Regions from separate parts of the Sus scrofa genome. Here region 1 is linked to region 2. A link is a contact called in public Hi-C data. All regions are on one chromosome and are shown on one strand. Each heading gives the region's core, a stretch centred on a gene start, on an enhancer-like site or on the middle of the called end of the contact. The rest is flanking DNA. Distances are from core to core; before and after follow the strand shown. Region 1 holds the start of PLXNA2 (plexin-A2). Region 2 has its middle 210 kb from the start of MIR205.

Region 1 (3,352 bases), core at 138-2,637, 850 kb after region 2:
GGGTTATTAAAATAAGTTTTACCGCCACCGCTCTGATTCCCTTGCCCTGATTCCCTTGCCAGGCAGGCTCCCTGGGTCCGGATACAGAAAACTTCCCACTGGTCCCTGCCGCCCCCCCCCCACACACACACTTGCCAGATGCCCCCGATCCCTAATAGAGCTGGAAGCTTGAGAGCAGGGCTCATTTTTGCCTTATAAAAATTAGAATGAGTAACAACAACTTCAAACCTCATTTGACAGCTTGTTGGCTTTTTGAGATTCACGAGCAGAAGCAATTTGCCTGCACGTATTCCGAGAACCCCTTCTTAACCTCATCAGCCATGGCCGGTACCTCCCAACGCACCCCTCAAATTAAAGACCAAGAGGGAGGTGTGCAGGATGTGCGCGGGCACAGGTGGTGCTCCAGGAGGGGAAGCCCACGTCCCCACTGCCCTCACCCGCTCTGTCTGCGTCCTGAGCTCCGGCACCGGAGCCCTAGCCAGCTGGGCTTGCCAGGCCTCCACCCGGATCCCAGGCCCCGGGCAGGATTTTTGTTGCCCCCTCGGCCACTTAAGGTGGCCGGTGGATCCGGGCTGAGCCGGGCGCAGGAAAGCAGCGGGGCCGCCTCCCGATGCCCAGCCTCATTCTCCTTTGTTGACAGCTGGCGGAGGAGGAAGTCCGGGCGGGCGGGGTGGGGGCAGGGGCTGGCTGCGGCGGGCGGTGCCAGCGGCGGGCGCGGCCCCAGCCCGGGCAGGCGCGGCCAGCAAGGAAGGGGTTAACGCGCGCGGCCTCTATGATAATGAGCTGCATGGTAATATAGGGAGGCCGGCGCTGTGGGCTCTGCCGCCGCCGCCGCTGCCCGCCGGCCGCCGCCGCCCGCCGGCCGGAGCCTGAGCTGCCGGGCGGAGCGGCGTCCGCGCCAGACTGGAGCTGGAGGGCGGCGGAGCGCAGTTGCTGGGAATTTTTCAGCCGGGAGGCCAGGCGATCCGGAGAGAGAGCCCGCGAGCTCGGGAGCGGCGGGGAACGCGGGCGCCGGAGCGAGCGAAGCAAACCTCGAAATAGATCCGGAGAGCCAGGTTCCCGGAGGAAGTGGGACTGTGAGCGGACCGGGAGCGAGAAGGGAAGGAAGCGCCGCGATTGCTGATGTCAGAGGAGCCCGGAAAGTCGCGCTGGAAAAATCTGAAGACGGCCGGGGCTTTGCTGCTTCCCAAGGAGACACAGCGCCAGCCACCCCCCACGCCCCCTCGGCGCCTCCCGGTTCCCCCCGCGAGCCGGCGACAGCGCCCGGTGGGGCTGCTGCGGGGCGGCAGAGGACTGAGGGGCGCGCGGACCGGAGACCGAGGGGCCACTTCAGGAATACAGATAAGTGGCTGCTGGCTTGACGTGGATTTTAATGAATTTGGACTCCATGTGGGTTTGGTCGTCTCGGTGATCACGAGCTGCTGGCGGCGAGAGGGACCGCACGCCGGCCTCGGCAGCCGGCGGCCAAAGCGGCCGCACCGGGGACGGAAGGACAGACCGACGTCGCCGAGCTGGGTAAGCGGAGCCCGGGGCCGGGCGATCGGCGTCCGCGGCGCCCTCCGCCCGCTCCCCCGAAGCGCGCCCGCCTCCGCGGGTCTCGGCCCCGAGCCCCCGGCTCCGCCGCGGCGGGCGAGTCCCCGCGCGGGGTCGGCCACTTTCCGCGGGCCGGAGCGCGGCGCGCGCGCCTGGGCGGGCGGACTCGCCGCCGCCGCCGCCGCCGCCTCCCGCCCGGGCTTCCCCGCGGGCGCCCCGCTTCCCCGCCGGGCTGCGGGCGGGCGGCGCACCTGCCGGCACCCTGCGGCCCCGGGGGCCTCGGGGGCCCCGGGGGCGGGGGGCTGTCCCACGAGCTGCAGCCGGATGCGGGTCTCGGTGACCCTGCACGAGCGGGAGAGCCCGGGCCACTGTGGCCGGCGCTCGGTGTGGGGGCGTTCACGCTGGTCCAGGAGTCCCCGGAGGCCGCCGACTGTTCCTTCAGAGCCAGGGACTTGGGAATCAAGGGGAAGGTCCCCTTTGCGCAGCTTCCAGAGGCTCCGGGGAGAGATTCCAGGGCAGCGAATGGGACAAGTGCCCCATACCCCCCTCTGCGCTTCCTTCTGGTGAAGCCCCCATCTGCACCATCCCCTGGTTTGAGGTTCCAGAGATGGCTGGGGGCCCAAGGAGGAGCTCGGCCAGGGTCCCAGAAGCTCCTTATTAATCATTTTAGACTCTTTCCCTCCTTGGGCTTCTTGCCCCACCCCAGAAGTGATATGGAGATCTTAGAAAATTCTAGCCCTTTTTAGCCATCCCACAGGTCCCTGGATCCATATGGTAGTCATGGGCTGGCTGACCAAAGAGAGAGTTGTGAGAAAATGCTGTTCCAGGTCCCTGACAACTAGCCACCTGTTCGGCCTGACCCTTGCCCCAGAGGAGCTGCCCACTTCAACTCAGCTCAGAAGGGTAGAGAATGGGGGTGGGGTGGGGGACTTGAGGTTCCATGTCAGTTGCGTCTAGAAACAAGGGCCTCATGAAGTGGTCATGGAAGTCAGCCTGGGTCTCCTGTGGGGATCTAAGAGCCTAGTGTATGCCACTGCATATCCCAGGAGCGGATGTGCAAGGGGCAGAAGACAGGACCCCTTTAAGGCCCTGGTTTGGGGGCCCAGCAGCTCAGAGGAACCCGCAGGAATGTGGGCACCCACTCACGCCCTTCCTTGCTGAGCACAGTGGACAAAGTTCGGGCACAGCAGATGGAGATGGGCAGCTGGGCTGGGCTGGACCTCCTGGGAGCAGGAGCCAGGCTGAGCTCCCGCCTCCCCTCCCCACACAAGAGCAGGCTCCTGTCCTCCTGGGCTTCTTTCCCAGACCTTGAAACTTCACGCTTCCCTCTGGGCAGGCTTTGGATTCTGGGGCCTTCCACAGAGCCACGGGCCTGGAAGAGACAGCTGGGGCTGAGGAATTCAGCTATTCCTGATGGAAATACACAACTTTCGTGCATTCACCTCGAAGGCTGGCAGCCCTCTCCTCTGACCCCCCCCCCACCTGCCGGCACCTTTTGAACTCAATACCTGTGACCTCCCCTCCTTGGCCTGGGGGGTGAGGTGGGTCAGGAGGAAAGTAGGGAGCCAGGGAGACTCAGAAGAGGCTGTCAAGACACCCTAGCAGCGAGGTTGTGTTGCTTTTCCCTTCTTCCACCTGGCATCTCCGCCTTCATCCCAGCGCTCCCTCCTCCCTCCTCCGGGACCTGCCCTCCCTGCCAGTGCTCCCTCAGCCCTCCAGCTGACCCTCTTGGGGACCTGTTCATAAAGGGAGGGCGGGGCAGGCTGCCCTCTCAGCTCCCTCACTGTCCCAGGCAAATTGCATTAGGATGGAGCAAAGT
Region 2 (3,515 bases), core at 310-2,809:
ATCCTCATGGATAATTTTTGGGATCTTAACCTGCCGAGCTGCAGCAGGAACTCCTAGCACTTGCTTACATTTTTTAAAAGGGCATTTTCAATTAAGAATTTAAGAGTTTTTTCTTTAATTTGAGGTTACTGATAAGAACTAACATGCATTGAGCTCTTAATCTGTTCTAGGGCCTCTCTATACACAGGGTCAGGTAGATCTTACAAGGAGGTATTGCTGCAGAAACTCGGCCTGTGTTCGTTGGTGCCACATAGACCTCAGAGACAGTTTTGGGCAAGAATAGAGAGGAGTAGCTTTCATTGCTTTGCCGGGCAAAGGAGGCCACAGCAGGCTAATGCTCTAAAGACTGTGCCTTCCCTTGAGAGAGAATAGGAAGAGGTCCTAGAGTTTAGGAGTGGAAAATAGGGCCAGAGATGAGGATCGGGGCAGCTGTGGGCCTATTTTCTTCTTCGAAGCTGGTATCAGGTGGCCCTGGCAGGTTCCGTGGTTCTTGAGGACCCTCCTTCCTTAGGGCCTTCTCTCTGGAGTGAAGACTGCTTCACCAGGTAGTTAACATTTTCCATTTGGTGGAGGTTTTAACCCCCAAACGTTAGAATCTGACCGTAGAAAAGAACATGAAAGTTCACCTAATTCAACTGCTTACCCCCCACATTTCTTCTATAGCAGTAGTTTCCAGACTCTGGCTGTTTTTTGACCCATTGTATTAAAGTCATTTAAAAAACCAAAGCAGGAGGTCCTGTCCTGGCACAGCAGAAACAAATCCGACTGGGAACCATGAGGTCGACGGGTTCGATCCCTGGCCTTGCTCCGTGGGTTAAGGATCCAGCGTTGCCATGAGCTGTGGTGTAGGTCGCAGATGAGGCTCGGATCCTGCGTTGCTGTGGCTCTGGCGTAGGCCGGCAGCTACAGCTCTGATTTGACCCCTAACCTGGGAACCTCCATATGTCATGGGTGCGGCCCTAAAAAAAAAAAAAAAAAAAAAAAAAAAAGGCAAAAATAAATAAATAAATAAATAACCAAAGCAAACCAACAAAACAAAAAACCAAATTCCTGAAACCACCTTCCTCTCCAGCTCTCCACTCCTCCCCCGTCACCACCCCCTCCTCGGTCACGTTCTGACACTGTGGCTTTGCACTGAGGTCTGGAGATTCCTAGCAAAGCTTCCCAGGTAATTCTCCCAGCAGGGCTGGAGACGGTGTCCCGCCATAGAGCGGGGGGATTAAGAGAGGGCTTGGGGCAGGAGAAGAGGGAGCTGGCTTGAATTACCTCGAGGATCATTACCTGGAGGCGGGAAGGTAGGCAATCACAAGCCTGTACAGCAGACTGGCTTTCAGAAACTGTCAGGTCCATTTGAAAAAAATGCAGAACACTAGTGCTTTTTTTTTTTTTTTTTTTAAATAATGAAAAGTCAAACAGAGACGGGGGAGCCAGCACCTTGCTTCTCTCCCACATGCTGCCTGAGCAAAGAGGCTTGTTGTTCAGGCCAAAGCTGAGTGAAACCTTAACGGATCTGATTTTTGTGCTTTGCTTTTAGCTGATGGCTGAGAGCAGCTGCGGCCGTGGAGGCCTTTGCTCACTGGCTGCTCCTCGGGCACAGTGAATTGCTGTCCCTCGGAGGCTCAGGGAGTGTTACCACAACACAGGCAGCTGCAGGAAATGCCCTGGGGGTGGCTCTGTGATGTGCAGACCGGAGCCCCCATGTTTGCCATCCCAGAAATGGGCTACCAGGAGTTCCCGCTGTGGCTCAGTGGGTTAAGAACCTGATACAGTGTCTCTTAGGATGCAGGTTCAATCCCTGACCTTGCAGGTTAAGGGTCCCATGTTGCTGCAAGCTGCACTGTAGGTCCAGATATGGCTTGGATCCAGTGTTGCTGTGGCTGTGGTGCAGGCCGGCAGCTGCAGCTTCAATTCAGCTGCTAGGCTGGGAACTTCTATATGCTGCAGATGTGGCCCTGAAAAGAAAACAAGAAACAGAAAGAAGGAAAATGAAATGGGCTCCCAGAGATGGGCTGCCTTTTGGCCGACGGTCACTAACTCCCACGGGGTGTAAGTGACGGACGAAGCCCAGTGATTCCCAGCTCACACCTCCTTGTGGTTGGAACATGATGCCAGCTCATCACTGGGCCCTGGCTCCGTGGAGGTGAACTTGTGGTTATTGGAGGACTTGGGGGTGCAGCCAGAGTCTTTGCTTCCATTAAAGTGAAAACATTTATCTGGCCAAATGAAGCCACCCTGGACGATTCTAAAAGCAAATGTCCTTTAGCTATTTTGTGTCTGATGTTTGTCTTCCTGTGTATTCTCTCTTATCTGGGGACTTTGTGGATTTCCTAAAAATCAATACAAGAGGCTGAAAGGAAGTTAGCATGAGCCACTGGGAAGAGCTGCATTAAAACAGAGGGAAGCGAAGGCAAAGAGGCCTCAATCGGTAAACATCTGTGGGCCCCGCCCCGCGTTGTTCTATGAAAAGATGAAAAATAAAGGCAGGCACAACTTTCCTGGGTCTCTCAGGCGTCTGAAGAGGCAACACAGGGAGGCCCTGAAAAGACGGATTCTAATCAGAGACCCCGGGTTTCAATCTTGGCTCTGCCACTTATCCAACTTGTCCCCTCTGAGTCTCATTTTTCTCATCTGTAAAGTGGGGAAGTGAGGCTAGGAAATCTTCACGAGAGTAACATGAGGTTACCTGAACTATTAGTACGTCCAACGGGATGAGCTCAGATAAGCCACCTGATAAGACGCTCCTGATGGAGTTCCCATCGTGGCTCAGTGGAAATGAATCTGACGGGCATCCATGAGGATGCAGGTTCGATCCCTGGCCTCGCTCAGTGGGTTAAGGATCCAGCATTGCTGTGAGCTGTGGTGTAGGTCGCAGATGCGGCTCGGATCATCTGGCGTTGCTGTGGCTGTGGTGTAGACCAGAAGCTGCAGCTCCGATTCAGCCCCTAGCCTGGGACTCTCCATATGCTGCAGGTGTGGCCCTAAAAAAATAAATAAATAAAATAAAATGATTATGAGTGTGGACTCAGTCTGACTTCATGAAAGGAACATTTATGCATGTAATAAACTATTACAACAAAGTAAAAGAAAAACTAGTAAACTATGTTCAATTCATACCACAAAATGCTTGTTTCCCACATATATCAAGAATTACTAAAATTTAATAATAAAGTCACGGAGTTCCTGTTGTGGCTCAGCAAGTTAAGGAGTGGACAGTGTCTTCATGAGGATGTGGGTTCGATCCCTGGCCTTGCTCAGGGGGTTAAGAGTCCAGCATTGCCACAAGCTGCACCATAGCTTGCAGATGTGTCTTGGATCCGGTATTGCCATGGCTGTGGCCTAGGCCTCAGCGGCAGCTCTGATTCAACCCCTTGCCCAGGAACTTCCATATGCCTCAGGTGGCAGCTGCGGCCATGCCAGATCTTTTACCCCCTATGCCAGGCCACAGAGATGCCACTGATCCTGTTGTCCAATGGGGGGCTTTCTTTGGCTGTTTTGTTGTTGTTGTTGTTTTGTTT

The links. A called contact is a pair of places that touch in the nucleus more often than the background predicts.
Region 1: a contact with region 2 is called in a Hi-C map of fetal skeletal muscle, with 2.1 times the contacts expected there. The contact joins the promoter of PLXNA2 here to the enhancer-like site in region 2. A contact is called at or near these places in 6 of 47 Hi-C or Micro-C datasets (brain, embryonic fibroblasts, fetal skeletal muscle and 3 more) and 1 of 2 datasets of contacts at active chromatin or transcription factors (skeletal muscle).

What each region holds. Positions count from the first base shown.
Region 1 is chr9:134,583,373-134,586,724 of Sscrofa11.1, forward strand. PLXNA2 (plexin-A2) reads left to right here and starts at 1,388. Exons shown (of 35, transcript XM_021063894.1): 1 at 1,388-1,515.
Region 2 is chr9:133,730,147-133,733,661 of Sscrofa11.1, forward strand. No RefSeq gene overlaps it. Among named protein-coding and RNA genes, the nearest start is that of MIR205, 210 kb to the left of the region's middle. Within about 2 kb of position 1,560, at least 2 of the 83 cell types and tissues checked have an H3K27ac peak or open chromatin away from gene starts, as enhancers often do. A contact at or near this core is called in fetal skeletal muscle, where this site is marked.